Linked DNA regions of Mus musculus: regions 2, 3, 4, 5 and 6 are each linked to region 1. A link is a contact called in public Hi-C, promoter capture Hi-C and targeted proximity ligation data. All regions are on one chromosome and are shown on one strand. The core of a region is the stretch at or near the end of the contact, and the rest is flanking DNA. Distances in the headings are between cores, read along the strand shown. Region 1 holds the start of Bad (BCL2-associated agonist of cell death). Region 2 holds the start of Pitpnm1 (phosphatidylinositol transfer protein, membrane-associated 1). Region 3 holds the start of Rps6kb2 (ribosomal protein S6 kinase, polypeptide 2). Region 4 holds the start of Pold4 (polymerase (DNA-directed), delta 4). Region 5 holds the start of Ssh3 (slingshot protein phosphatase 3). Region 6 holds the start of Rhod (ras homolog family member D).

Region 1 (4,615 bases), core at 1,208-3,707:
TCAGAGGTCCTGAGTTCAATTCCCAGCAACCACATGGTGGCTCACAACCCTGTATAATGGAATCTGATGCCCTCTTCTGGTGTGTCTGAAGACAGCCACAATGTTCTCACATTAAGTAAACAAGTTAATTAATTAACTAATTAATTAACTTTTTTAAAAAAGGAAAGAAAAAGAAATCTGGAGATATGCCCAGCAGTGGTGGTGTACATCTTTAATCCCAGCACTTGAGAGGCAGAGGCGGATCTCTTGAGTTTGAGGCCATCCTGGTTGAGCACAGTAATCCAGGACAGCTAAGGCTATACAGAGAAACCCTGTCCTGAAAAACCAAAAATTAATAATAATAAAAACTAATAAAAAAGGAATAAGAAAGCTGAAGGTTAAAAGAAGGGATGGGGGGAGGGGACTGGAAAAATGGCTCAGTGGTTCAGAGCATTTATTGCTCTTGCACAGGATGTGAGTTCAGTTCCCAGCAACCACCTGTAACTCCAGCTTTTTTTTTTTTTTTTAAAGATTTATTTATATGTAAGTACACTTTAGCTGTCTTCAGACACTCCAGAAGAGGGAGTCAGATCTCGTTACGGATGGTTGTGAGCCATGTGGTTGCTGGGATTTGAACTCTGGACCTTCGGAAGAACAGTCGGGTGCTCTTACCCACTGAGCCATCTCACCAGCCCCCTGTAACCCCAGCTCTAGGGGATCCAACACCCTCTTCTGGACTCCAAGCCTGCACTTGCACATGTGCATTTTACACGGGCATACATATACAAATAATTTAAAAAAGGAAGTGGAGTGCCAGGCATGGTGACCTGTGATCCTAGTACTTGGTAGGTAGAGGCTGGAGGATCAGGAGTTCAAGGCTAGTCTCAGCTGTATAGAAGTTTGAGACAGTCCAGGGATACATGAGGGGGTAGGGATAAGTTAAGTTCTATGGAGCCAGTGACAAACCTGGTTGAGCTCAGATTTCTCTGGCTATACAGGGTCAGCAATGGGAAGTGGGGAGTATAACCAGTATCTCCAAGGCCTCTCCTTCCATCTTGGCACTCACTCACACTTTCCAGCTTCACACGGCTCTTGTTTGTCACTTAGGGTCACCTGCCTGTCCCATCTGGGCAAGAATAGTCGGGCTGAAGGCGAGCCATAGAGTAAGAAAGAACCTACTGAGCTGGGCGGCGGTGGTGCACGCCTTTGATCCCAGCACTTGGGAGGCAGAGACATGAGGATTTCTGAGTTCAAGGCCAGCCTGGTAGTAAATGCTCTGAACCACTGAGCCATTTTTCCAGTCCCCTCCCCCATCCCTTCTTTTAACCTTCAGCTTTCTTCTTCCTTTTTTATTAGTTTTTATTATTATTATTTATTTATTGGTTTTTCTGTAGGAGTGAGTTCCAAGATAGCCAGAGCTACACAGAGAAACCCTGTCTTGAAAAACCAAAAAATAATCATTTTAAAAAAAGAAAGAAAGAAAGAAAGAAAGAAAGAACGAACGAACGAACGGACCTACTGGCCACTTCTTGGGCTGGAGAGATGGCTCAGTGGTTAAGAGCACTGACTCCTCTTCCAGAGGTACTGAGTTCAATTCCCAGCAACCACATGGTGGCTCACAACCATCTGTAATGGGATCTGATGCCCTCTTCTGAAGACAGCTACAGTGTACTCACATACAATAAATAAATGAATAAATAAATAAATAAAGAGAAAAGTCACTTCTTTGGGGCTCTGCTTACCTCCCACTGATCTTGGGGACATAATAAGGGGGTCTGTTTTCAGCATTCAGTGAGTCAGCTTAATCATTAAGGGCATACCATACATCTCTGTGAATTAGCCCAGTGATGGTTTGTAGAAGAAGCAATCTGATGAAAGGAGCTATCTGGGGCTTCCCAAGAATCTTTAGGAAGTATGGCTGCAACAGCAACGTAAGGGGCACCTGAGAGTCAGGGGGCATGGGACAGGCAGATAATGGTAGTGAGGAACCTACCTCCATGATGACTGTTGGTGGCTGCCCGTCCCTGCTGATGAATGTTGCTCCCCAGGAGACCTGGGGCCAGGTAGGGACCTGGCTGGTCCTCAGTGAGGCTAGGGCCCAGGCCCCTATCTGTAGCACTAGCGTCTTCCTGCTCACTCGGCTCAAACTCTGGGATCTGGAACATACTCTGGGCTGTAGAGACAAGGTAAGAAGTACTCACTACACAGCTAGGCAAACAGTGTTTATGAGAAGCAGAGGAGAGGTACTCCTGTCTCCCTCTCCCACCACGGTAGCTCAACTCCCCAAATCTTCCCAATCCCTCATTTGTCTGCTCAGTCTGCCTGGCTGTCGCCCGAATATTAAATCTCTCTTCAGAGCTCTGTCCAGACACTAGTGCGCTCCCCCTGCCCGTTAGGACCGGGAATAGGTCTCACCCCAAGCCCGATCTCGAGGCCCCTGACCCGGGCCTGCCTCCTCCCTCCAGTTCTAAGGGCGCCCGGCCCTAGTTTCCTGGGCGACGAGAACTGTCACAGATCTGACCCAATCAGTTTTCGAAGTAAATCCCGGGTCGGCCTGGAGGCGGGGCCACCCCAAGCCAGGTCCCACCCCTGCGCCGACCTGCTGGTCTCCACCGCCTTCCTCCCGCGTCGCTCCCCAGGCTCCGGATTCCGGGATCGGACTTCCTCAAGCCTAGGGCGTGTGCAGGAGCCAGCGAGGGCTGCTTTGGGGTTCCCATTTGGATCCTGGAGGCCTGCTTCGGCTGATAAGTCCTCCAGCCCTTCTGGGCCCGAATTCCCTCCTGTAAAATGGGGTTAATGACACCTCCCTGGGGAGCTGGTGAAAACTCTGTAAACAGCTTAGTGATTACTTATAGAGCCGTTCACTGAAGCTCGGCCGTCGGATGCAATGGTCGTTGCGATGGTTATTGCTCCCCCTGGACCGAGTGACCGGGATGGGAAGACCAGCTCCTTCTTCCCGATCGTGGAGGCCTTGCACTGCCCGTCTTGGGGACAACCCCCCGCGCCATTTCGGGAGCTCCTTTACGGCAGGATGGCCGCCCGGGTGCGGAAGAAGGGACGGGGCGCCCAGGAAGGCGAGCCGTGGGGCTCCAGGGGCCTCTGCTGCCAGGATAGGTGTGCGTACGCTGCCCCGGGCCGGAGCGCGGGGCCTGCAGACAGAAGCTAGGGGGCGGGGTCCGGGTACCATCTTGGTTGTGGGCGGAAGTTTCCTTCAGTGACCCTGTGCGGGGAAGTCGTTGCCGCCCCCCATATGGGCACGCCGAACGCGATGTGGATTTGGGAATCTAAGCGTGGGAAATGGTAGTCCCCAAACATTAAGAGCTGGCGGTCCATGGCACTGGTAGCCCAGGTGCTTGCTGCGTGCGGCCTGCTCTACTCTCGGCCGCCCGCCGCCATCCGTAACCCGGGACACCCGCCGGCAGCGCACCTTGCGGCGATTCTCGAAGAGATGCACGCCGGGCGCGGCGCATGGCTTCGGAGTCCCTGCCGGTCGCTACGCAGTTTACGTAGCGAACGGACGTCCGCGCAGGCGCAGGAGTGGGGCGGAGCAGAGGGAGCCGGGGAGCTGGAGCCCGGTGTCCCGGCGACCGGATCCCGCTTACCCCGCAGCGGCCTGAGACCTGACATCGACTTCCTCTTATTCACCGGGGCTGAGGGTGGACGCGGTGGGGGAACACGTCTGGAATCTTGAGGACAGAGGAAGAAGCCTCCCAATCCGGATTATTGGAGGGGAAAGAGGAACCAAGCTTGGGGAGGGGGAGAGCGGGGCGTTGGGCGCCCCCGCAGCGGCCGCTGTCCTAAGCTGACGGGCATCGGCCGGCTCTCCCCCTCCTGCCAGCCGGACACGAGCAACCAAGGCCAGGGACTCTGTGCCACTGCATCCTCGCATCTTGGCTCTGGGGCTGGCCCAGGGAGGGACACCCCCAACCCCCATTTCATTTGCCCTGGGTAGGAAAGACCACTTTATACACTCCAGAGTGACGGGTCTAGGGCCCAGGGCCCAGGTTACCCGTGCCCACCCCCACCCCCACCCCCACGCCCGACTCTGCTGAGAAGGAAAGGCCTGACAACCTCAACTTCTTTTTTCCAGAGTTTCCAGGTCTCACCACCTATTGCAGGTCCCACCCCTCCGTATTTATTTCCCTGGCTTCTGGCCAGCCCTCTATCTCTGTCTCCGGGTTTCAGGCCTCCCTCCTTGACATGGAGAGTAACCTGTCTGGTCTGGTGCCTGCAGCTGGGCTGGTACCTGCACTGCCGCCTACAGTGACCCTGGGGCTGACCGCTGCCTACACTGCCCTATATGCTCTGCTCTTCTTCTCTGTCTATGCCCAGCTCTGGCTGGTGCTTCTGTATGGGCACAAGCGCCTCAGCTATCAGACAGTATTCCTGGCGCTCTGTCTGCTCTGGGCAGCCTTGCGTACCACACTTTTCTCCTTCTACTTCCGAGATACTCCCAGGGCCAACCGCCTGGGGCCCTTGCCTTTTTGGCTTCTCTATTGCTGCCCTGTCTGCCTGCAGTTCTTCACACTGACGCTTATGAACCTCTACTTTGTGCAGGTAACCACGGGAACCGGTGTGGTGGGAGTAGGAGGGCAATCTCAATGGTCCAAAGGAGTGATGGGGTATCTCTGCTCCC
Region 2 (4,615 bases), core at 1,502-4,001, 2.8 Mb after region 1:
CAGTCATCAGCCAGCGGCCCTCGGCCTGTCTTGGCTGAGCGGTACAGCCGAGGGTCCTCTTCCGCTTTGTATTCTCCTGGGGCCACTGCATCCCGCACGATGTCGATGGTATCTGAAGGGGTTTCAGTCAGCACTAAGCAAACCCAGACCCTCCTCTCATCTCTACCCACCACCCCAAGGATTAGGAGGAAAAGCCTTTCACAGACAGAAAGACGAGACTCGGGGCTTGTCAGTGACGGCCCACAGAGGCAGCACAGGGACCCCAGAAGGCCTCACCCACGATTCTCTGTCTTCTCTCAGCCCCACTCAGGTTGAAGACGTTAGGTTGCTGCCCCCCATCAGGCAAGTAGTAGGTCTCTATCTCAATGGAGAACTTCTCCACAAAGGGGCAGGTGTACCTGGCAGAGGGCAATGTGAAAGTCATACTGTGTACACAGCACTGTTTCCTTTCCGGTCCCGAGCCTGTGCCTGTCTCACACACTCACCGTGTCCGGGTATATGGGTAAGCGTTCCAAGATTCCTCTTCTACCTGCAGAGCAGCCTTGGGTAACAGTGCCCGGAACCAGCCTGGGATGTGGGAGCCCACGTGGTACACCTTGTGTGTATACTGCCCGTTGCCTCCAGGCCCATCTGTGTAGGGCCGGTTGGCCAGGATCTCCACGCCGCTGCCCTCACCACTAGACTCCTCACGGCTCTTTTTCTGCAGCCCAGGACAGAAAATAGGGAACTCAGCCCTTAGCTTAAATTCTGGGGTCCTCAGGTTGGTTCTAATTCTTTGCATCACTCTTTAAAAAGAGGTTTGAGTGTATGAGTGTTTGACTATATATGTATGTCTACCACCTGCATGTCTGGTGCTTGAAGAGGGCATTGGATCCCTGGATATTGGACTAGCTGTTGACTGTGAGTTGCCCTGTGGGTGCTGGGAACAAAATCCAGGTCCCCCATAAGAGCAGCAACTGTTCTTAACAGCCAAGTTATCTCTGCAGCTTACATAGCCTTTTCAAGTCCCTGGGGTTGGCATCATGGGTTCTGCCCAGTTCCCATGGGGTCCTGCAACCTAACACTTGATCTGGTCATTCATTGGGTGGGATGTAGGACTGGGGTTTGTTGACAGCATAACTCAGGTTGCAGCAGAGGGAGATACAAAACAGGAAGGCGGTGAGTGCCACGAGGAAAGGAAGGGTCAGCAAGGGTGAAGACCTGGGGTCTAAATGCCACAGAGGGTCACAGATCACTGAGAGGACATGGCCATGGCTTGAATATGTGGTATGTGTGCACACAGGGGGCTGGAGGCAGAGAAGTGTGTACAAACTTGGTAGGGAGGGGTATGACGAGTATTTTCAAGGAATAGCAACAAGACCACCTCTCAACAGACTTGCCTTGCCCTGTCCCGCTGGAACCTCATTCCCAGCTCTTGTGACGTCTGTCAGTGTGTGAGAGCCTCTGGTTGCCCTTTCATAGTTCTGAAGCCCAGGTGTGGCCCACTTGACCCCACGAGGTGGGATATGGCCCTCTCTCCTCCTAGATGTAGATTTTATAGGTCCGAAGAACAAACCTGGCTCAGACCCCTTGAAGCCCCGCTAGCCTGCCTTGATCCAGCATGTCTCTCAACAGCCAAAGGCCAGATGTCCGTCCTCACCATCTAGTTCCTGCCTGCCCTGTCTGTTCCTGCCACAGTCTGAGGCCCTGATCCATGCGCCTCTTTTCTGATCTCCCGGGAATGCCAGAATTCACTTTCCCCCAGAACCCCTGATTAAGCTACCTGCCACCTAGTGGGCCTGGCTCCCTGGTCTCCTCATAGACTGCATTCCCTTCCCCCATGGGATTACAGATTCTTAGGATTAAAGGAGACCATATGTAGGCTGTGCAGGCTGGGCATTTAATGGATTGAAAGCACCCGTTGGCCTTCCTTGCCCTTCTGCCCCTCTGTCCCACCCTTCTGCTTGATTATTCAAAGAGGATGTCTCTCTGTCCTCTTATGGGCTACAGAACCCACTAACGGAACTGGTTGTGGGGGAATCCAGCGGGACTATCCCCCTGAGGCCTGTGAATTTCTTCTTCACTCTACCATGAAGCATGGCTCCTTTACAGACCTCCCCGCCATTCTCACCTGGATCATGTAGAGCTGGGCCACTTGATACTCGTCCAGGCTCATGGGCAGCAGGATGTGGTACTCCTTGATAAGCATCCTGAAGACGCTCCGCTGACCGCGTGCGGCCTCTGCTCCTCCTAGCGCAGGGTACCGCGCGGCAGTCAGTGCAGGACGGTGGTGCGCGGTACTGAGCCCTGCACGCCTGCGGAGGGGCTCGGGCCGCGGAACCCCATGGCCGGGCCCGCCGCGGGGGAGGCAGAGGCGAACCCAGTGTTGCCTCCCGCACCGCGGAGCCCAGAGCAGTAGAAAGGCTCAGAGCTGACCTCTTTTCCACGCAGCCCCCGCCCCCCGCCTGCCTGTCGTCATGGCAACCGCGCGCTGACGCGGGCCCCCCAGAGCGGCGGACGCGAGCCGACACGCCGCAAGGCCATCCTCGCGTCTGCACCGAGGTCGCATCCCGAAACAGCATCCCTCCGGGCCGCGCCTGGCTTCCAAGACCAGAACCTTAGGGACCCGCCCCCTTCACCATTTCATCCCCTGAAGTCGGTGGGGTTCTGTGTACTCCACTCCTAGACGTTCACCTAGACCCTTGTCCGCCAAGATATCTTTCAGGAAGCGACCCCCAATGGGCCTCTGCAACTCTGCTAATACTAACTTACCTTACGGTGCCAGAAGAAAAAAACAAAACAAAACCTCCGTCCGTCCCCCCCTCCCAAAACCTGCTTTTACCACCCTAGAAGGTACCCGGTTCCTGAACTGTATGTACCCTTGGTTTTCGCTGAGTTTCCATTCGTCCTTACAGCCACCCCATCATCTTCCCACGAGGTTGCCCATTCCAGGCTGGTGTAGGAGCGGTCCACTGGTATCCCTCTGGCCTCCGCCCTGGGAGGCCCACTCTGCCCACCTGCGTCCCGGCATGGCGCCACAGTTCCGCTGCAGACACCCCTCCACCCCCACCTTGCACCCAGCGGGCAGGCGAGAGGCCCTCTGTCCTCACTTCCCTCAGCTCCTTGTCCCTGTCGCCAGACGTGCTCTTGACCCGCCCGCTCACCGACGTCCCCGCTCACCTCTAGCTTCTGGTGGGCGCCCCTCACCCAACCGGGGCAGGGGTGGTCGACCCCAAGGTGGGAGTCCGTTGTGCCCCCAGTCCCGGCCTCGGTTTCCAGATGGAGCCCGACCCTCTGGAGGCGCGGAGCCGGCCCATAGCCCCGACCTTTTTCCCGGTCTGCCCGCCGGCGCCCCTGCTGTCCCTCCCCGCCGCGTCACTGCAGCTGCCCCGCCCCTTTCCTGGGCCCGGCTGGTCCTCCCCACCCCGGCAGGGTCGGGGCAGCCCCGCCCGCGGCGCAGCAAGGCTGGCCCCTGCTTTCCTTCTCCAAGACAGACGGGGAAGAGGCCGGGCCCCAAATTCCAGTTCTTTATTTCTGTGCTGTCTGGACACCCCAAGAATTCTTGGTTTCATTTCCCACCCAGGCCCAGTCAGGGCAGCCCTCCTGTGTGCTTTGAAGAGGTGGGATTTGACCTAGGGGGAGCCCAGGTTAGAGGAAATGTTGTACCCCAAAGTTAGCCAGAATTTGGAAGTTCTCAATTGCCTCTGCCTAGGTTGGCATTTCACGGTTACTTAGCTACATGCCCAGGTAGAGGCCATCCCCTTAATGAAGCCCAAGTCCTTCCCTACTATGTTTGCTAGGTTCTCAAATTTGGACACCCATCTAACTGCTCCGACTCTGTACAAAGGCCGAGACACCCGGGGCTGGCTCATGGAGCCACACCCAGCCTTGTGGAAGTTGTCAGGACAGTGGATAGCAGCATCAAGCCAAGGTGCTGGGGGTGGGGGGGAAGGAGCCTCTAACTGCCTCCCTTAGGAGTCAGGGACCCGGTGTATTTAGAGCCTTCCAAGGATGGTTTTAAAGCGGAGCTGGTGTAGGGGCATTAGGACGTTCACGGGAGAGGCTTAAGTGAACTGGTATTTCCACCCTGCCAGGCATGCCTGCCAATCTACAGGAAGGGCCCTTTAGGCTCCGGCTGTCCAATAGTGCCTCCAGCTGTGAAGGCAGCCAAGCCCTACGCTGCCCCCTGGTGGCACCTCCTTATGCAGACATCATTGGTGTTCTGTCTGGCCTTCAGCTGCAAGGCGCAGAGCTGGAGGTAGCAATGGACAAGATGGGAAGGCAAAGCTCGGTTCAAGCGCCCTTCCCAGTTCCTGCTCTGCCCTTCCCCTCTGCCCACTCAGGCTTCCCCAGAGGAACCACACACAGAAAGGCTGAGAGAATGACTCCAAAGCATCTTTTATTTATACAAAAAGGACATATTTAGTAAAAGACACACCAAAAAAAGAGTCGGCTGTGGCCCCAGAGATGAGGCAGGAAGGTCTTCTGCACTCCTGTTGAAGAGGCAGGAGGTGGCCTGGGCTAAGAGTTAAGGAGTAAGTGCTGTGTGGTGGGGCCACAGAGAGGAGCAAGCTCCCGTCAGATCAGCACTGTGAGCAGGTCATGGAAGGGACTCCCAGTGGCCTCCCAGCACTCC
Region 3 (4,615 bases), core at 1,249-3,748, 2.8 Mb after region 1:
CTAGCACCAGAGCAGGAGGCCCAGGTGGTGCAGGCAGCCTTTCGCTGCTGCCTGGGCTGTGGGCTGCTGGATGGGGTTTTCAATGTGGAGCTCAAGATGACTGGGGCTGGGCCAAGGCTCATCGAGATTAACCCTCGAATGGGAGGCTTCTACCTTCGAGACTGGATCCTAGAGCTCTATGGTGTGGATTTGCTTCTGGCTTCTACAATGGTGGCCTGTGGCCTGCAGCCTGCCTTGCCTGCTCACCCTCGTGCCCGTGGCTACCTAGTGGGCATCATGTGCCTGGTGTCCCAGCACCTACAGCTGCTGAGTTCCCCGAGCAGTAGAGAGACTCTGCAAACCCTCCATGACCAGGGGCAATTACGACTCAACCTGCTGGAGGAGGCCCTGATACCTGGCCAGTATGAGGAGCCCTACTGCAATGTGGCCTGTGCTGGGCCCAGCCCTGCTGAGGCCTGTCACCGCCTGCTAGGCATCTGTCAGGGCTTGGGCATTGACAGGCCCAACTACCCTGTTGCCCATTTCCTGTCTCATTTCAAATAGCACTGGGGTCAAGGAGCAGCAGGGATGCAGTGCCAGGAGGAGGGGCCGTGGGGCTATATTTCCCTGTCCCTCTCTCTGTCACTTTGCCCCAACCCAGGGTCAGCATGCTACCACAACTCAGGCCTATTCCAGAACAGTAGAGCCATTGTGACACCAAAGTCTTCTGGATTCAAGGACCATAAAACAAGTATCTGGAATTTGCTGGGTCCTCTTGCCTTCCAGAAAGCCTCCATCTAGCCCCAGGTACCCCCAGGACTCCAGCCTTTAAAGAACTAACAAATAGCAGCTTCTTCACTGGCACATCAGTGCCCAGCCCAGATGGGGGTGGGTGAAACCCAGGCTCCTCCTCTCTTACCCCTCCACCGCCTAGGTCCAGCTCTTCCTGTCACCTACACAAGGAGAGAACCTTCACCAGCCCCTAGCCTTGGACAAAGGCCATGAAATGGGAGATTAGCACACTAGCCTTTATGCAAAACCCAGGACAGTTGTAGAGCCTGCTGAAAATGTCTGGCCGTGCTTCACTGTGTCTGTTGGCCTGAGCAGTAGAAGCAAATGTCTGTGCTCAGCACTAGGAGTAAACATTTCCCTTCATGCTTTCAGGCAGACCCTAGTGCCCCTATGTTACAGATGAGGAAGCAGGCTCAGAGAGAGAAAAAAAAAAAAAGACTGCCTCCAAGTTCCTATTATAGTGGATGTAGACAGAATGCCAAGGCCAACCTTCTCTGTTTACTGTTTTAAACGCTCAGTTAGCCTCCAGGTCCTCTCTCCTTTCTATCTTCATTTATAGGCAGCACTCAGACTCCTAAACACCTGCCTCCCATACACCACACACGATCTCTACCAGCTTTGTTGCTTTGGCCTCTGGCATTCCTAGCTAGCTTGGCCCTGGGACTTCTGTGTACACCTTTCCTCATTTTAGGGAGCTAGCTACTCTGAAAACACCTGTCTTTGCTCAGGAGCCGAGGACAGCTCCTGAAACCTGCCTACCTAAATAAAGACTTGTTAACTAGTGAAGTATCCGGAGTCCAGTGTTTTAGCTAGTGCTCCCCTCCCAGGTTCAGTAGGTGGGGAGCTGGGAAGTGGGAGGGAGAGGTAGAAAGCACCCCATTGGCTGGGCCCCAGGGTTGACCTTTGCTACGGGCTTACCTTATATCTACATGTATGTTTGAGATTTTTTTTTCTTGAATTATAATCCTAAATCATATTCAGGCAGTAATCCCTCTGCAGACCTGGATACCCCTAAATTTTGTTCATCTGAGTTCATATCCTATACCTCAGTGGGCATCCCGTGTGCAATGGAAAAGCTATCCAGACAGACTCCAATAGAAATGGACAGGCTTCGTTTGGGATCGAACCCCAGCAGTCACTTGCCATTTGTATGGCAAGTGATTTTACCCGCTGAACCATCTCGCCAGTTCTCATCCATCCTTTCAACTATATTCTATTAAAATATCTATTCTGAACTAGGCAGCTCAAATACTCGGTATGCATACATTAGCAAAAGTCCATATTTAGGTGTGTTGAGCCCTTCAGAAAGGGAGCCTTGAAACAAAGCCCAGGCAGTCGCCCAGAAAATGTCAGACCTGCAGGGTCTGTGAGCTTCAGGGAGGTTGTATGGAGTGTCCCTAATACAGCTTACTGTCCCCTAATACAACCGAACAGACACAAGTTTTCTTTCTGGGCAGCTCACAGCACTAAGAAGGGCTGAGGAGTTGCCACTTAAACGTTCATGCATCTGTAATTCTGCCCATTAAATCTTGAACTTGCTCCAGAGTCAAAATGGGAGCCTCTGTGCGCGCGGCTCGGGGCGAGAGCTGGCCCAGGAGAAACCGACAAGGAAGATGGTCTAGTAAAGCCTATTCTATTCATAAGGCTTGCAGGATGGGAGGTCCAGATGTCTGGAACTACGACTCCCGAGAGGCTTTCCGACAGGCGCCATCTTTTCTTCCCACTCGACTTGAGAGTGGGTGAAGCTATTGCGTCAACAGAGCGAGCGGCTGCTGTCGCGGAGAAATGACGTAGGCACAGCCCGGTGCTGTCAGTCAGAGTTCTGCCTGGTCCGGGCCAAGGGTCCCGCGGGACCGGCGGGGCCATGGCGGCCGTATTTGATTTAGACTTGGAGACCGAGGAAGGGAGCGAGGGCGAGGGCGAACCGGAGTTCAGCCCTGCGGTGAGTGTTTCTCTCCGGGCGCGACTGGACCCGGGAGCCCGGCTGGTTAACCAAAACCCTGGCGCTCCCAACTCTGAGTGGTTTGTGACCCCTACAAACCCAGATCCAGCCCCAACCCCAACCCCAGCCCCAGCCCCTGGACCCAATCTTTCCTTTTCTATCCTTGGTCTCTCCTTCCCAACCTTTCCCCATCCCTGCTCCTGTCTTCTATCCTTGGTCCTCTCCCCTGGGCCAAGCAGTTGAGCCTAGGTTGGGAGGAGGTATTCTGGCACCTCCCATGGTTCTTATTACTTGGTTTCTCACAGGACGTGTGTCCCCTTGGCGAATTAAGGGCTGCTGGCCTGGAGTGAGTGAGGGTCTTGCTTGGGGGGTGGGGGTATGGAGTAGGGGTCGGGACTTGGAGTACACTAGAGCCTTTCCCTCATTAACTTATTCTGTCTTTAGGACAGTGGGACACTATGAAGAAGTAGAGCTGACAGAGAGCAGCGTGAACCTGGGTCCTGAGCGCATCGGGCCCCACTGCTTTGAGCTACTGAGTGTACTGGGCAAGGGGGGCTATGGCAAGGTACTAACATCCCTCTCTCCCTGGCGACCTCAGCTCTAGCCTGAGACAGCATACTATCCTTCACACCCAATAGGCTTGTAAATGTACGGAGTCTCTGATGGAATTCAGAGCTGGAGACCTGGGGGAAGGAAGGGCATATCCTTTCAAAATCTGATGGAGATCTTTACTGTTCCACCCTTAAGCTGAGTTTAGACCTTTTGGTCCCTTTAGGGTGGGGCAACCTTGAAGGTGGGGTGTGGTCAGAGAAGTTAATCCTGTCTCCCCTGCCCTACAGGTGTTCCAGGTGAGAAAAGTGCAAGGCACCAACTTGGGAAAAATATATGCCATGAAGGTCTTAAGGAAGGTGAGTCACTCGCTTAGCCAGCAGAGACAGAGTAGCTGCCATCCCCATCAGCCTGTGCCAGGTCTCGGGAAGACAGCCGGAAACATGATAAAGACAGTCCTTATCTTGACACTTGCTGACTTAGCATCTATTGTCATACATACGATTTTGGAGTAATTCTTGGATGGAAGAAGCTGGCCTGCTAGGGCACATATGGCAAGCTTTGATTGTCAGGACTCATGAGGACAGGCAGTACTGTTGGCATTCTGTGAATAGAAGCCCAGGATGCAGCGCAACAGGAACCCACGACAAAGAATTGTGTGGCTCAGTGTGTCAGCAGGGTCAAGTTGAGCTGAACTTGGTAGGATACTGTGTAGTCTCAGGACTTGAATGGGTAAAGCCGGAGGATCTGAGTGGTGGTAGGCCAGCACACCAGGGGCTACATAATGATACCTTGTCTCAAAGAACACAAGAAAGTATCAAGGGTGAGAGACTGAGAGGATAAACCGGTTCCGGAAAAGTTTACTGTTTTTAAGTCACTTCCTCTCAGGAGACAAGGTCTCACTGAAGCTGGGCTGGAGACCCAGTGGTGCTTCTGTGCCCCTCCCACAGGGCACAGGCACGCACAGCCATCGTTGGCTTTTTATATTGCTACTGAAGATTTGAACTCAGATCTTTATGCTTTCATAGTTCACACTTTGAACCTCTGAGTCCAGTGCCCAGTCCTCCCATTGTCTTTGTCATGATCAGATCTTGTGGAGGGCAGACTGGAGAAGCTTCTAGAAAGGGGGCTCTTTGTGATACTGTTCCACCCTTGGTACCCCGACTCTATGGGTTGGTTACTGTCAGGATGATATCACTGCACAGACCTAGCATCTAGACACTTACATACCCAAGTTGTTTCAATGTTTATTTGAAACAAGAGACGTGTACTGGAACACTGGCTCCTCCTCAGTATAGTTGACTCTTGAGGTTGCGCATTCTATTGAGGTGGCAGTCAATCCGCAGAGCAGAA
Region 4 (4,615 bases), core at 1,477-3,976, 2.7 Mb after region 1:
TCTCTTTTCACTCACTGTAAAATCCAGATTTCTTATCATGGTCTACAATGCCCAATGGGACTGGCCTGCTGCCTGTTTGGCCTCATTCCCTTCTGTCTTCTTGTCTCCTTGTCTCCTGAGTTCCGACCTTCACATGCTTGTGTGAACAGTCTGAAAATGTTCCTGCCATTGAGCCTTTCTTGTCATTCTTTCTGTCTGTAACACTTACTCAGGTGTGAGCCCTCTCTGCCTTCCTTCTTTGTGTCTCTCTTTTCAAAGGCTTTTAAAACGATGGAGCCTTTCCTATCCTACTCTACAAAATATCTTGTTGACATTTTCTAACCCCCTAAAAGCCTCTCACCCTAATTTTACTTAATGCTGACCACCACATGACATAACTAGTTTCCATGATTGTTTTGCCTATATTTTCAGTGATATTGACACCCCATGGGATCTATAGTAGCAGGAACTTAGTAGCTGTTCATAAGTTGGGCATATTAGGCAGATTTTCTGCTGGCTGGTCAGGGAAGGAAACTTAGAGTGAGTTTCTACCAGGGAATACCAGAGGCCACTCAGCTTTTGAAAAGACTGCCTTAGAAAAATAGATATGGAAGCCTTGTGGTATAGAAACACAAGCCTTTAACCCCAGCACTTGGGAGACAGAGGCAAGTAGATTTCTGTGAGTTAGAAGCCAGCCTGGTCTATATAATGAGTTCTAGGACAAACAGAACTACATAGTGAAACCTTTTCCCCATTAATTAATTAGTTAATTAATTAATCACTTTACATCCCAGTCACAGCACTGTCCCCCGCCCCATATTGGGACCCTTTAATCTCAGCATTCAGGAAGCAGAGGCAGGCAAATTTCTGAGTTTGTAGCCAGCCTAAGTAAAGAAAAAAAAAAAAAAAAAAAAAAAAAAAAAGCCTGTAGCTGGCTCTCCAGCCCACTTACAGTTTGGGAACTGCCGGCTAGATTAGAGCATATTAAGAGATGTAAGGTCAGAATCTCAGGCTTAATGTACTTTATTGTAAGCATTAGTGAGCTCCTTGATCCAATAACTCACTCATCTGTGCCCTCAGCTAGATGCCCAAGGTGGGCCCTTTAGGTTATCTGCCGACATCTGGTTTATGCCAGCCTGTGCTGGATTTGCCACACCGTAGGTCAGGGGTGTGGCGGGTGGGCATCTGGTGGTCATGATTAGGGCGTGGAGGTGCTCAGCTTCACAGGTCCCAGGAGCTTCAGCAGCCTGCTGTTTAGATGGAGAAGAAGCTGAACCAGGAAGACCTCCACAGTCAGCCTGCTGTTTCTCCAAGGTTGGAATGAGCAGAGCAGGCCATGATGTCTGTCCTGAAGTTCTTGGTGGCTAGGAGGTGCCCAGAGAAGGACAACGTGGGGGTACCTCAGAGTGGGTAGAGATGCCACAGGCTGTGGAAGACAGGGTGGGAGAAGGAAGTCATAGCCACATCAGTTCTGTTCCTTGATGGACTGTCTCTAGTTCTTACTTACTTACTGCCTACAATCCTGTGGCTCTGGTGAACACCTCAGGACTCATGGATAGCTCCATGGGCCCTAGATATACCCGTCCCCCACCATCAGCTCATAGAGGTAAGGATCATTATCGAGATCTATCTCGAGCCAGACTCTTCTTGCTTGACAGGAAGGACCGTCTAAGTCTGTTCCCACTTCTCCAAGTCAAGGTAGCCCCTACGTAGACCAAGAGGGTGGCAGCTCCTGGAGAAGTCCCTGGTTCCCCTGAAAGCTGTCCCAGCCTATCCTGACCTGCATTGGAAGTGAGGGTCTTCAGGGTGTGCCTTCAACACTTGGTACACCTCTAGGGGGGGCTTCAAGCCCATCTGCTCTGCCCGACTCCAGCGCTGCAGCCTTGTGATACCTGCCATCAGGAAAAGAAGACAGGATAGGCAGGAGAATCCAGGATAGTGGACATGGACGGCAGTTTCTTGAGCCTCCATAGTCAGTTTCAGGAGACAGTGTCCAAGAGCTAGGCAGGATTACTTTTGAGACACATTGATAACAGAACTGATTCAGAGATGTGCCTGATGGGAGGGACTGGAAATGGGGTGCTCACCTGTACAAGGCCCATACTGCCAGGCCAGGTCAAACTGCCTCAGCAGCTCCAGCTCTGTTTCCTCCTGGCTGAGGGACTGGGTGTCTTCCCCTGCAATAACATGTGGTGGCTCCTCAGGCACATCCAGGCCTTTGCCCTACCCTGGACTTAGAGCTGTGACTCTATATCCTGGCAATCTCCCCACCCATTTGCCTTTGCCATCCAGCAGACAGACAGCTCATCGGAAGTGCGAGACATGCTAGCTTCCCTTTTTAGCCAACACACACACACACACACACACACACACACACACACACACACACACACAGAGTCCTTTCTGGTCACTTCATGTCCACTCTTCCTGCCACCCCCACATTTTAGAGACCTAGCTCGGGTGCCAGCTCTCCCTTGCTGTGCCCAGGGGGCCCCTCCCTCTTCTTCACAACAGGATAGGAGTCAGTGATGAACCGCTTCCGACCCATGGCGGCCACCCAGGCAGGCGGAGCAGGAGGCAAAGAAAAGGCAGGGCAGCGGGCCTGTGAGAGACAGCTGCTGAGAGTGAGAGAGGGGGCCAGAGAGAGATGGGCCAGCAATGGACAGACAAGTTGACCCAGACAAGCAGAGAGAGGAAGTCCCTAGGTTCCAGGGAATGACGCCTGTCTTCCGCCCCCACAAGCACGCAAACATCAGAGACCTAAGCAAATGGCAAACGGCCTTTGCGGGGCGGGACCTTAATTCTAGCCAATGGCAATCGGCAGAAGACGGGGGGCGGGGTAGCTGCTGCTGCGTTTCGAGTGAGGAGGGGTTAGGCGGAACCAAGAACCTGTCAAGATGCCCCAGACTTCACCACCTCCTCGGGTTTCTCATTGGTCCACTTGGGTCCCTTGGGACATATAGAGAGTTATCCTCGGCCTCTCACTTCCCGTTTTTCCTTCCTAGGCAAATGTTCTTTTCAGCCTCACTAATCCCCATGGCCAGTTTTTAAGTCCCCTGAGAACCTTTTTCTCCTGCCGGTTGGCCCTAGAGCGCTGTGGGATCAGATCTGTAGGTCCAAAGAGAGTTTGGACTAGTCCAGGTCCTTCCCTGCTGCTCTTACTGGCCCCAGGAGACCTTGCTGGAGAAACTCATGAGCTCAGAAGGCTCCTTTCTCACAGTCTGCTGGCAGAGCCACTGTCCACCCAGCCCAGGCATGCGGTTGCTGTGGCCGCTGTCAAGTCCCACAGCCTGCCTCTGTCCACTTTGCTAGTCAGGAAGATTCCATTCCAAGCAGGACGCCAGAAGTATAGTCTCCATTCTCCATGGGTTCATATCCCCAGTTCTTAACTGACAGATCTGCTCTGTTTTTTTGTTTTTGTTTTTTTCTGAATGTGTATCATGAGCAGAAAATAATTTCAATAAACCCAACCCTCATATTGGACTTTCCATGTGCCGAGTTCTAAGCATCTCCCACATGCTAACTCAAAATAGATATCAAAAGAGTTTTTTTGCAAGTGGGAAGTGTAGGCAAATTGTGATCAGTGCTCTTAGTAACAGCTACTGTGTAACTAACTAGCTTCCCGTGTGCTGCAGAAGTGCTCTTAGTAACAGCTACTGTGTAACTAACTAGCTTCCCGTGTGCTGCAGAAGTGCTCTTAGTAACAGCTACTGTGTAACTAACTAGCTTCCCGTGTGCTGCAGAAGTGCTCTTAGTAACAGCTACTGTGTAACTAACTAGCTTCCCGTGTGCGGCAGAAGCTCCCAGGCTTGCGCGGTAGAGAGAGGGACATACACAGTCGTTAGTCCTGGACAGGAGAGCAGGAGCACGAATGCCTTAGAGCTGGAGGAGAATGGTAGGCATTGGGAGAAGACCTCAGGAGGTAATTGCTGTAAACAGCGTCTCTCAATTCTCTACCCATGACCTTTGTTTTGGGGCTCCTGTCATCACTGACTCACCCCTACTACCACCTCCCCCTCACCAACTTCCTGGCAGCGGGTGAAAATGCTGGCCCGTGGGAGTCTGGGAACCAGCACTTGGACTGACCCAGCACTAATCACCCTCTGGAGAGCCCATCCGGTTCTTCCTTCCAGGGGTGCAAGGATGGCTGGTTGGAGGCCTTTGCCCTCCTTTTTGGAAGCTCTGTGATCTGGCTTAGGAAGCACTCGGCTGGCCTCCCGTGTGTGTGGAGGCAGAGAAGAGGACCCCTCCAAAGAGAAACCCACCAGTGGTGGGCAGAAGGTTGTGTCTCCAGGGACCTCCTCTTGCTAGCCTTCCCCCATTAGCTTCTTGAAGAAGAAGGAGCTGCAGGCACACTGCAAAGACCTGGAAGGCCTTTCTGGGACCCATTGTTTGGGGTGGCTCAGGTCTGATCCCTCCATCTGTCTCCTGGACATCTGGGAGAAGAGACCCTACAGAGTTGGGAAGGGGGACAGGGAGAATTCTCTACTAGGCAGGGAAAGGCACAGGCATTAGGTCTAGTGAGGCTCTATAGTGGGTAGCTCCTAGGCTCCGTGGGACTGACCACCACTCCTCCCTAAGAAGGCCTCAGATATTCTGGGGCTGTTCCCAAAGGTATGTGGCACCCACTTCCTGA
Region 5 (4,615 bases), core at 1,301-3,800, 2.7 Mb after region 1:
CAGGCTTTCCAGCCAGTGAGTCCCTGAGGGTAACAGTTAATAGGAGCAGACCAGGGAGAAGGGTATCACAGGCAGGCGACTAGAAAGGGTGAAGCACCGGGGTGTGTGTGGGTGTGTGTGTGTGTGTGTGTGTGTGTGTGTGTGTGTGTGTCCCTGACCCACTTGCTATGGTCGGCTGGATAGGTTCAAGGCAACACTGTGGCTAAGTGAGGAGCACCCACTGTCCTTGGGTGACCAGGTGACACCCATCATTGACCTGATGGCCATCAGCAACGCTCATTTTGCCAAGCTACGGGATTTCATCACTCTGCGTCTCCCACCAGGCTTCCCTGTCAAGATTGGTGAGAGGGCAGGCAAGGGGGTAACCAGGACTTGGGCATGATGCCCTCCTCAGGTTTGGGGTTACTGAGGGGTGCAGGCAGCTCAAGCCTGGCTCTCTCCCCTCAGAGATTCCCCTCTTCCATGTGCTCAATGCCCGCATCACCTTCAGTAACCTTTGCGGCTGTGATGAGCCTGTGAGCTCGGTGTGCGTCCCCAACTCCAGTTCTGCCATTTCTGCTTCAGGTATGACTATAGCTACAGGAGACATTCACAGCTGGTAGCTCTCTGATCAGCCTTAGGGCTGAACATGACCCTTCCGCTGCCCTGCCCAGGAAGCCCTTTTCCATGTGAGGTGGACCCCACTGTATTCGAGGTGCCCGAGGGATACAGTGTGCTGGGTGCTGAGCGCAGCGAGCCCCTTCGGGATGAGGATGACGACCTGCTGCAGTTTGCCATCCAGCAGAGCCTGCTTGAGGCAGGCACAGAGGCAGAGCAGGTGGGATGCAAGTGGAAGGTGGGTCATGGCCTCTACAGCCACAGGCCCAAGGTGACAGTTCTGGGCTCTGGCTGCTGCAGGTGACGGTGTGGGAAGCCCTGACCAACACACGGCCTGGCATTCACCCTCCTCCCCGAGTCACAGTGTTTGAAGAGCAGCTTCAGTTGGAGCAGTGAGTCCCTCAGGAACTGTGTGTGGGTCCCTGGCTGCTGGTGATGGGTGGGAAGCCAGGGAGTTCTGATCCAAGGGCTCCATGCCTTCACATGGCAAAATGCTGCTTACCGTGGGGAGCATGAAGAGCCAAAAGAGGGCCTGCTTGTCTCTGTCCCTGACACCTTGTTCTCAAAATTGCATGGGCTTGGCTCCTCCCCAAGCCTTCTCACTGGTCTGCTCTCCCCTCAACCCTTACCCTGAAGGGCCCTGCAGGAAAGCCTACAGCTGTCCACAGAGTCCAGGGGTCCAGAATCTCCTCAGAAGACACCTCCATCCCCTGCACCCCCAAGCTTTGAGGAGCAGCTTCGCCTGGCCCTGGAGTTGTCTTCAAGGGAACAGGAGGAGTTGGAGCGACGGGGTCAGCAGGAAGAAGACGACTTACAGCGGATCCTGCAGCTGTCACTCACAGAGCACTGAGTTGCCTGGCCTTGGGACGGCTCCCCAGGGCCATGCCTTCTGCCTGGTTTTGTAATTTATTTATTTATAAACTGTCTGCTGCTGAGCTTGGGACCTGGGCACTGAAGATAGGCTAGCAGTGAGACTGAGGTGGAAATAAAGAGACCATCAGCAGTAGGCTTGCTGTCCTGCGTGGTCTGGAACCAAGGGGACACTGGATGGGGTTACTGATGGGTAGTCCTCGCTGGAGCTGGCACTGAGCAGCTTTGGAGCCTCCATTTCTACAGCTAGAAAATAAGACCACTTCTCACGGGGCAGGAGTTCCTGGAGATTCTGAAATTTCCCTGGATGCTACCCCAACCCCAGGTTCTGCCTGCCACCCAGCCTGATGGTCCATACTCCCGCTGGGCTGGGTCTTCCTATTCTACCTACTGGGGGAAGCTCCCACCTCATCCCCAAAACTCAGGCACAGGTTCCCCCTGTTTCAAGTATTTTCTACCAGAATGAACCTTTAAGCAAGTCACTCTCTGGGGAAGGGGCTCAGCCCTGTCCTAGTCACCCCTAGGGTGGACCTGAAATGCGTACAGGTATTGGGGACTATTGCAAAAATTCCAAAAAGGCCTTCTGTTCTCCCAGATCTTCTCAAGAGTAGAGGAATGACAGCCAAGCAGAAAAGAGAGCAAGTTTGGAATGGGGTGGTAGATTTAAGACCCATTGCCTCCCAGGTATGGTGGCGCATGCCTCTAATTCTAGTGCTTGGGAGGCAGAGGCAGGTGGATCTCTGGGTTTTAGGCGACTTGCTCTATATAATGAGTTTCAGGTCTGTCAGCTACATAGTGAGACCCTGTCTCAAAAACAAAACTGTTGCCCTTGCTCCTTCCTTTCCAAGAAACCATAGCATAAACCAAACAGTGGGGGTCCAAGTCTTACTGGGTGCAGCAAGAAGGGTTGAAAGCCTTCTGTGGGCAAAGCGACCAAAGCAGGGAAAGTGAGGTCTGGGCTCACCTGCGCCACGCCCTTGACCACGCCTCTAGCGCGGTCGGGGCGGGGCAAGCTGAACCGAGACCGCAGGGGCGGGGCCGCTGTCGCTCGGTACCAGCTCTACGCGACCAGACTGGTCATGAGTCGGGCCCTTTAAGGGCCGCTCCCGAGGAGGTGCCAGGCCCTGGTGGCTCCAATCTCTTCTTCCTGGTTGTGCGAAGGCAGGGACTGACCGTAAGGCTGAGGGAGGGGTCGTGCCGGGTGTTCGCCCAGGTGTTCCGGGCCTGCCTACCTTATGGCGCTGGTCACAGTGAGTCGCTCGCCGCCGGCAAGTGGCCACTCCACGCCTGTGGGACCCACGGTGAGTTTAGCTTGGTTTTACGCTCTTACAGTTGGCTGCCAAGGTAGGCCTTAGGGAGCAAGTCCTGCCCCTAGCAGACGGCTGGGAGTAGGCGGAGGGGGACCTTGAGTCTCACGTTTTAAGGCACTTGGGAGGCCCTGAGGCTCCCAGGAGCTCGACGTAGGTAGATGCGGAATCCTGAGAACCGCCCGGGTCTGTTGAAGCCCAGATCTGCCCAAATACCTCCCACACTCTGCAACCCCCTATCCTTGCAGCACTGCTGTACCTGGACTTAGGCCGGGTTTCTCTGGGGCCTGTTGGAGGGGAGCGGCTTCAGAGGAAAGAGATTTCTTTTCCACCTAGCGCTCCCTTGTAGGAAGAGGAGAGGCTTTTGGGTGCTTCCTGTCCTGGAAGCTGCTCTCTTACTCTATTCCCGGGCTGCTTTCTCAGCAGGACCGAGTGGTAAGACGCAGAGGCCGGCTCCAGCGCAGGTGAGTTCTGTCTGACAAATGCTTCCTTATAGCCTGTGGCCTAGCTGCTGCCATTGTGGACTCCTGATGTCTTGCTTGGACCAAGGACTCACTTAAGTATTGTCAGATAAACTCATGCTTAGGTGGGAGGCAGATGCTGTGGGTGGAGCTGGCAAACATCACATCTCTGGCTTGTGGAAGAACCAGCATGGTTAACTTAGCCCTGGCCAGTAGATGCTTTCACACATTACCTGGACCTTGGCTCGCCCAGTAATCCCAGGACCAAGGGCAGGATGGGACCTGAAGGAGTATAAGTGCTTAAACAAGTTTATAGCATCTGAGTCCACCCCGAAAAGGAACACATTCCAAAGGTGCAAAACAAGGTGAGGAGGAGCCTGAGAGCCCAAGGCTGGCTCTAGGTGCCTACCGCTATCAGGGTCCTGGTTACAAAAGTGCAAACTGTGCCTCACTCCGGCCCATCTGACTCTGGAGAGCGGGCCAGCAGCCCACTTCCGCCAGCCAGGGGACTCAGCCTCCCTAAAGTTTGAAAACCTATGACCTGAACCATGTCCCCATCGCTCTGCCAGGCAGAGTTTTGCGGTGCTCCGAGGGGCTGTCCTGGGACTTCAGGATGGAGGGGACAGTAATGTTGCATCTGAGGCTGACTCTGAGCCAATGGAGGAACCCTCAGGTGAGGAACAGCCCACCGAGGACCAGACTGACAAAGGGCAAGGACTCCAGAGTCCCTGGAAACAAGTGCAAAAGCGGCACCTGCACCTCATGGTGGAGCTGCTGAGGCCGCAGGATGATATCCGCCTGGTAAGGAACCACCCGGAGCTCATGTCTATCTAAGATCAGTGCTATGAGATCTGGGGCCACAACAACTCTGCCACTTCATCTAGAGACAGCAAGGCAAGGGCATATCTGTCTCTGGAGGGCTGGGAATGGACAAGGGAGGTTTGTCCCCTGTGAGCCAAGAGCTGGGGTTATATGAGGGAGGTCTCTGTTAATCCACAGGAGGCCTCTGTTGATACTAGTGAGTTGCCCAGAGATGGACTCATACTCCCAGGGTTGTGTAGTACGCCTTGGCAGCTAAGTGCCAGTCAGGCGACCAGAGCACCCAAGAAGTCTGGGATCCCCTGGAACCTAAGGGCCAGCTCCAGAAAGTGTGTGGAGGCAGACACTTCTTGTTGGCAGCAAAGAATGAAGAAGATTCGAGCTTTGGAAAAGCTGTTTAGAACAGAAGCCCTAGGGTTTTGTTGTTTGTCTTTTTTCTTACATGTTTTGGTGTTTTGCATGCATGTATGTCTGTGTGAAGGTATCAGAAGCTTTGGAACTGGAATTACAGACTGGTGTGAGCTGTCATGTGGGTGCTGGGAACTGAGTCTGGGTCCTCTG
Region 6 (4,615 bases), core at 1,576-4,075, 2.5 Mb after region 1:
AACCCCCTTTTCCGTCCTTCTCTTCTTCCTTCCTGCCCCCTCTGCTTCCTCTGTCCTTTACTCCCTCTTTTCTTCACTTATCCTTTCCTTTCTCTTGCTATGTTTGTCCAGCCAGCCTGTCAATTAGACATAATATCCGGAACCACAGCTGGCGCCAGTCTGAGATAGTCTGGGGTACAGAAATGGGTCAGCTGTGGCCCCTGCTCTGAGGGGGTCATGGCTCTGCTGGAGACCTGCAGCACCAATAACAACATTCCAGACCGTTGCTGGCCCCACCTCCCCGGCCACTCTGAGGCCTCCAGGGCAGTCACATGCTACACGGGGTTCATAAAGGATTCTCGGCTTGGAATTGATGGGGCCTGAAGGGGGGCTGAGTCACTCACGGCCGGAAGTCAGCAGCAGCCACAGTAAACAGAAAAACAGCAAACAGCAAGCACCCCAGTGAGGCCAACTGTGTGGCCACCCCACCCCACTCCAAAAATAAACGTCAGGAAAACATTGTAGTCCAGAGTCCAGCAATGTCAGATTTGGGGAAATTCCTGGCTACCAGGGCAGATGGCCATGGGTCAGTGACTGACTGATACGCTTTTCCCAGGAGCCTGAACATAGAATGTTGATGAGGCTGGCCCAATCCAAGCAGCTGCCTCCCTCTGGGGTTCAATCCCCAAGTCTCCAAAACAAGAAGTAGAAACCTACTTCACAGTGTGAGAGCTGACAGCAATAATGTACAAGAACTGAGATTTGGGGACAGCCGTAGGGTCCCCCTTAAGAAGTCACCAGTTTCCTTCTCTGCAAAATGGAACTAGCAAATCCTGCCTCCTGGTGGACAGTCCCTGAATAGCAGCTATCACCCATTAGTATGTGTTGTTATTATGAGGTATACAAAGAAACTATAACGTGTGACAGTTGTCAAGTGTGTCATTAGAGTGATTATCCCTATAGCAACCAAGGCCACCTCCGCCTGACTCTCAGCTTCCTCCACCCTTGGTCTAGCTCCACCTGCCTCCCAGACTGGCCTTATGACAGGTAGGGATGACAAGGCTGACAGCTGACTGGGGGGGGGGGGGCTCCTCACCACTCCTTCTGGGCATCCTGTTCAGCCACACACCCAGCTTCATGCCAAGTCCCGCCCAGCCCTGTGGCGGTTTCGGGAAAGGGGCATCCAAAAGGTGGAGCTGGGGAGGCTTCTGGGAGGCTCCTTCCATACAGCTGACCTCTGGCCCAGAGGGAAACTGGAAACTGCCTCCTTGAGACACAGTGAGGATCAAATAGGGCTGAAGGTCCTCTTCACTGCCTGACTTTGAATACAATGGGAGATGAAGTCATGGAGGTGAAACCCAAAGACTTCTGACCATGGTCCACTTAGCTTCCATTAAACACCCAGTCTGAGGTCTGGGGAGACAGGCGAGACCTTTTTCCCCTCTTTTTTAGACAGAATATCTAATCCATGCTGGCCTTGAACTCACTGAACAGCCAAGCTGACATTGAGCTTCAGATTTTCCTGGCTTCACCTCATCAGTATTGGAATTAGAAGCATGGATCTCCAAGCCCGGTTTATGTGGAACTGGGAATGGGACCGAGGCTTTCATGAGTGCTGGTTAAGCATCCGGGCAGCGCGGCTACATTTCCAGCCCACTTATGCTCACCAAAAGTTAAAAAGAAAAATCTGATCACAAAGAAGGTTGCGGAGATTTAGAGAAAAGTAAGATTTATTCCTGAAATCCAAAGTGCTCCACCCTCCAGATACTAGCTCCTCAGCCAAGTCCCGCCCTCTGTCCTGTCGCTAAGAAGTGGGGGCGTGGCTACCTTGCTCCAGTCTCTTCGAAGAGCCCCTTTTTCCTTTCTCCTGTCCTGACACCTCCTATTCTAGGCTTCTCAGAGTCGAGGTTTTGATCGGAACAGTGCAGGGTCCCCAGACTCTAAGAAACTAAGGATCATCTGCATTGATTAAACATTATACCAAAGAGCTGGAGAGATGGCCCAGAGGTTAAGAACATTGGCTGCTCTTCCAGAGGATCCCGGTTCACCCACATAGTGGCTCATAATGTCTGTAACTCTAGTTCCAGGGTTTCCGAGTGCAGAGGACACCAGGATGCATGTCTATGTCTATACATGCAGATAAAACGCCCACACGCGTAAAAAATAAAACTAAAAGGCCATCATACTATATACCATAATATGAACCATTCATGACATCTGCCATGTGCCAGAGCTAGCTCTGAGCTCTACAGATGGACGGTTCCATAGTTTTCCTTAGCTCACTGGCTGCCTGGGTGAGATGCGTGGTAATTCCACCTTCATTGAAACTTCCTGGAGCTGGCTGAAGAGGTCCTGCAGTGACCCACAAGGGCATGCCCGGGCCACTCCTTTCTCATCTGGCCTACAACATTTGGAGGAGGTCCGCAAATAGCAGAAACTCATATTCATTCATTCATTCATTCATTCATTCACCCACCCATTCATTCATAAAAATAACCTCCCACCCATGGCAGATAGTCCAGGTGCTTCCTCCTTCCCTGTCCCCAGCCTCTCTCCAAGTACTTGTCTACTCTCCCACGAGCCCTGGGTGCCCTCTGGAGGCGTAGGTCTCCGCTCACCCCTGCGGCCTCAGCGACTGCACGCAGTAGGTGCTGCAAAAGTCTTTCTTGAGTGTCTAGACAGGACGCCAGGAGACCGGACCCCAGGAGCGTCCACCCTTGGGCGGGCGCCGCACCCCCATCTTGTCCCGGGCTTCTCACCTGAGCTGGGTGTCCCCCGCCCCCCGGGCCGCCTCCTGTCCCGGCCGCCCCGCTCCCACTTCCTCCCGCCGCCCCGCCCCTTCCACATTCCTGTCCCGCCGGGCCAGCCCCGCGCCCGCCGCAGCCAGCCCGCCGCGTACCGCCTGCTGCTCCGCGCACCGCCGTCCGCCAGCCAGGGATGAACGCGTCCCAGGTTGCGGGAGAAGAGGCGCCGCAGAGCGGGCACTCGGTCAAGGTGGTCCTGGTGGGCGACGGGGGCTGCGGGAAGACGTCACTGATGATGGTCTTCGCCAAAGGGGCCTTCCCAGAGGTGAGTGCCCTCATCCTTGGCCCTGCGCTGGGGACACCCCCCATGTGCGGGTCTGCTGAGAGCTGCCTCGAAAGAACCCAGCTCTAGCCTCCTAGGGGGAAATCTCAGCAGGGCCTGGGGTCGAAGGCAGAGTTTTTCAGTTTTAGCCAGTAGAAGCAAAGTGGGACTAATAGCACTTAGGGGGAGGGGTGTCACAGGGACTGAATTGGGCCACCTAGGGAAATAGCAAATCCTACGAGAGCAGTTGTTGTCACTACTTGGCGACGAGAGTGTGAGGACTTTGGAGCTCGACTGGCAGCAGTAAAATCAAGCCTTTGCCTCTTACAGCTGTGTGCCTTTGGGCAAGTCCCTTAACCTCTCTGAAGGTTAACTACATGATAGGACTGAAAGCCCCTACCCGAGCGTAGTATAGAAAAGAGTGCTGAAAGTTAGTTGCTGAAAGTTAGTAAGTGATGTTCGTCGGGCGACATCACCTCTTCTCCATCCACTATGGTGCAAATCCCCATGCTTTACCCTAGAGAGGAAAACTGGAACACCGACCCTTCTCTGAAGAGTCTGATTATGCCATACTTCGACTCTAACCAAGCCTCAGTTTCTCAGAGCAACCTGATAGGGGGAAGAAAGCTGGGACAGTGAGGCTGAAGGCTGATGGCCGGCTCGGTGCGGTACCTGGTTGCATCCTGGCTCTCTGGGCTTGTCACTGTGAGTCCTCAAGGACCCCATGACCAGAACAGTGGCTGAGCCCTCCTTCTGTGCCTCCACGAGGAGTGGGGGTCCTGTGTGTTTGTGGGTTTGCCTTCAGCAGCAAGCCTTCTTTTCCTGTCCCCACGTCCTTCTGGCCTCTGGGATTGTGCAGAAGTGGGTAATTTGATGGAAGGAGCCAGAGAAGCTGACCTGGCAAATAGGGCACAGTCTTGCTTGCTACTCTGAATACCAGTGGTTTTTATGGTTGTTGGGTTTTTTTTTGGGGGGGGGGGTTGTATTTTTGTCGTTTTACTTTAGTGGTTCCTGTTTTGTTTTTGAGACAGGATATTACTGTGGAGGCCTTGTACGCTCAGTCCTCCTGTCTCTCGGCCCAAGGATTGCTCAGATCACGTGTATGCACCACCATACCCATCTCACAGCCTTTGGTTTTGTGGTTTGCAAAGCTGACGTCACCTTCTTTGACCAGTTACAGTTTTTTTGTTTTTAAGTATAGGAGATATTTTCCAGGTCTTTAGGTACTGCCCATGGGAACCCAACCAACGTGGGAACCAGGAGATCAGAGGAGGCACCTAAAGGTGGAGGGGGTGGGGAAGGCTCTGCAACACTGGCCTGGGGCAGGCATCCTAGACACTAGGCAGAAAAGTCCATGAACTGTTTATGGGGTTTTGTGTGTGTGTGTGTGTGTGTGTGTGTGTGTGTGTTCACAAGGTTTCTCTGTATAGTCCTGGCTGCCCTAGAACTTACTCTGTAGACCATGCTGACCTCTGCCTCATGAGTGCTGGGATTAAAGGTGTGTGCCACCACTTAAGAGGCTCATGAACCATATATGTTTTACAGGACGCACTGGAGTGAGTGGCAGAGG

The links. A called contact is a pair of places that touch in the nucleus more often than the background predicts. Capture Hi-C pulls out chosen DNA fragments and counts their contacts.
Region 2: a contact with region 1 is called in a targeted proximity ligation map of embryonic forebrain, with 5 times the contacts expected there. A contact is called at or near these places in 2 of 130 datasets of targeted methods (astrocytes and embryonic forebrain).
Region 3: a contact with region 1 is called in a targeted proximity ligation map of astrocytes, with 7 times the contacts expected there. A contact is called at or near these places in 1 of 130 datasets of targeted methods (astrocytes) and 2 of 9 other capture datasets (adipose tissue and liver).
Region 4: a promoter capture Hi-C map of liver shows a contact between it and region 1, with 6 times the contacts expected there. A contact is called at or near these places in 1 of 39 promoter capture datasets (liver) and 2 of 9 other capture datasets (adipose tissue and liver).
Region 5: a contact with region 1 is called in a Hi-C map of B cells, with 6 read pairs. A contact is called at or near these places in 1 of 484 Hi-C or Micro-C datasets (B cells) and 1 of 130 datasets of targeted methods (astrocytes).
Region 6: a contact with region 1 is called in a promoter capture Hi-C map of adipose tissue, with 4 times the contacts expected there. A contact is called at or near these places in 4 of 39 promoter capture datasets (hippocampal neurons, liver and pre-B cells) and 1 of 9 other capture datasets (adipose tissue).

The regions. Positions count from the first base shown.
Region 1 is chr19:6,940,404-6,945,018 of GRCm38.p6, reverse strand. Bad (BCL2-associated agonist of cell death) reads right to left here and starts at 2,457. Exons shown (of 4, transcript NM_001285453.1): 1 at 2,395-2,457; 2 at 1,973-2,152. The coding sequence starts at 2,144. Gpr137 (G protein-coupled receptor 137) reads left to right here and starts at 3,826. Exons shown (of 7, transcript NM_207220.3): 1 at 3,826-4,536. The coding sequence starts at 4,180.
Region 2 is chr19:4,098,758-4,103,372 of GRCm38.p6, reverse strand. Pitpnm1 (phosphatidylinositol transfer protein, membrane-associated 1) reads right to left here and starts at 2,751. Exons shown (of 23, transcript NM_008851.4): 1 at 2,111-2,751; 2 at 486-700; 3 at 277-398; 4 at 1-112. The coding sequence starts at 2,188. It overlaps Cdk2ap2 (CDK2-associated protein 2), which reads right to left. Exons shown (of 4, transcript NM_026373.4): 4 at 4,356-4,615.
Region 3 is chr19:4,161,266-4,165,880 of GRCm38.p6, reverse strand. It overlaps Rps6kb2 (ribosomal protein S6 kinase, polypeptide 2), which reads left to right and starts at 2,498. Exons shown (of 15, transcript NM_021485.3): 1 at 2,498-2,713; 2 at 3,019-3,059; 3 at 3,158-3,278; 4 at 3,553-3,621. The coding sequence starts at 2,636. Carns1 (carnosine synthase 1) reads left to right here. Exons shown (of 10, transcript NM_134148.2): 10 at 1-1,557. The coding sequence ends at 543.
Region 4 is chr19:4,230,004-4,234,618 of GRCm38.p6, reverse strand. It overlaps Pold4 (polymerase (DNA-directed), delta 4), which reads right to left and starts at 2,726. Exons shown (of 4, transcript NM_027196.4): 1 at 2,431-2,726; 2 at 2,067-2,156; 3 at 1,760-1,871; 4 at 985-1,405. The coding sequence starts at 2,527. The coding sequence ends at 1,381. It overlaps Gm45928 (predicted gene, 45928), which reads right to left. Exons shown (of 4, transcript NR_132309.2): 2 at 2,067-2,156; 3 at 1,760-1,871; 4 at 987-1,405. All of the region lies in intron 2 of LOC102631992 (a long non-coding RNA gene), which reads left to right.
Region 5 is chr19:4,267,168-4,271,782 of GRCm38.p6, reverse strand. It overlaps Ssh3 (slingshot protein phosphatase 3), which reads left to right and starts at 2,550. Exons shown (of 14, transcript NM_198113.3): 1 at 2,550-2,768; 2 at 3,198-3,238; 3 at 3,805-4,036. The coding sequence starts at 2,703. It overlaps Ankrd13d (ankyrin repeat domain 13 family, member D), which reads left to right. Exons shown (of 15, transcript NM_026720.2): 11 at 184-341; 12 at 448-564; 13 at 654-817; 14 at 898-989; 15 at 1,234-1,603. The coding sequence ends at 1,447.
Region 6 is chr19:4,437,653-4,442,267 of GRCm38.p6, reverse strand. Rhod (ras homolog family member D) reads left to right here and starts at 2,825. Exons shown (of 5, transcript NM_007485.5): 1 at 2,825-3,048. The coding sequence starts at 2,917. It overlaps A930001C03Rik (RIKEN cDNA A930001C03 gene), which reads right to left and starts at 2,945. Exons shown (of 3, transcript NR_045990.1): 1 at 2,879-2,945.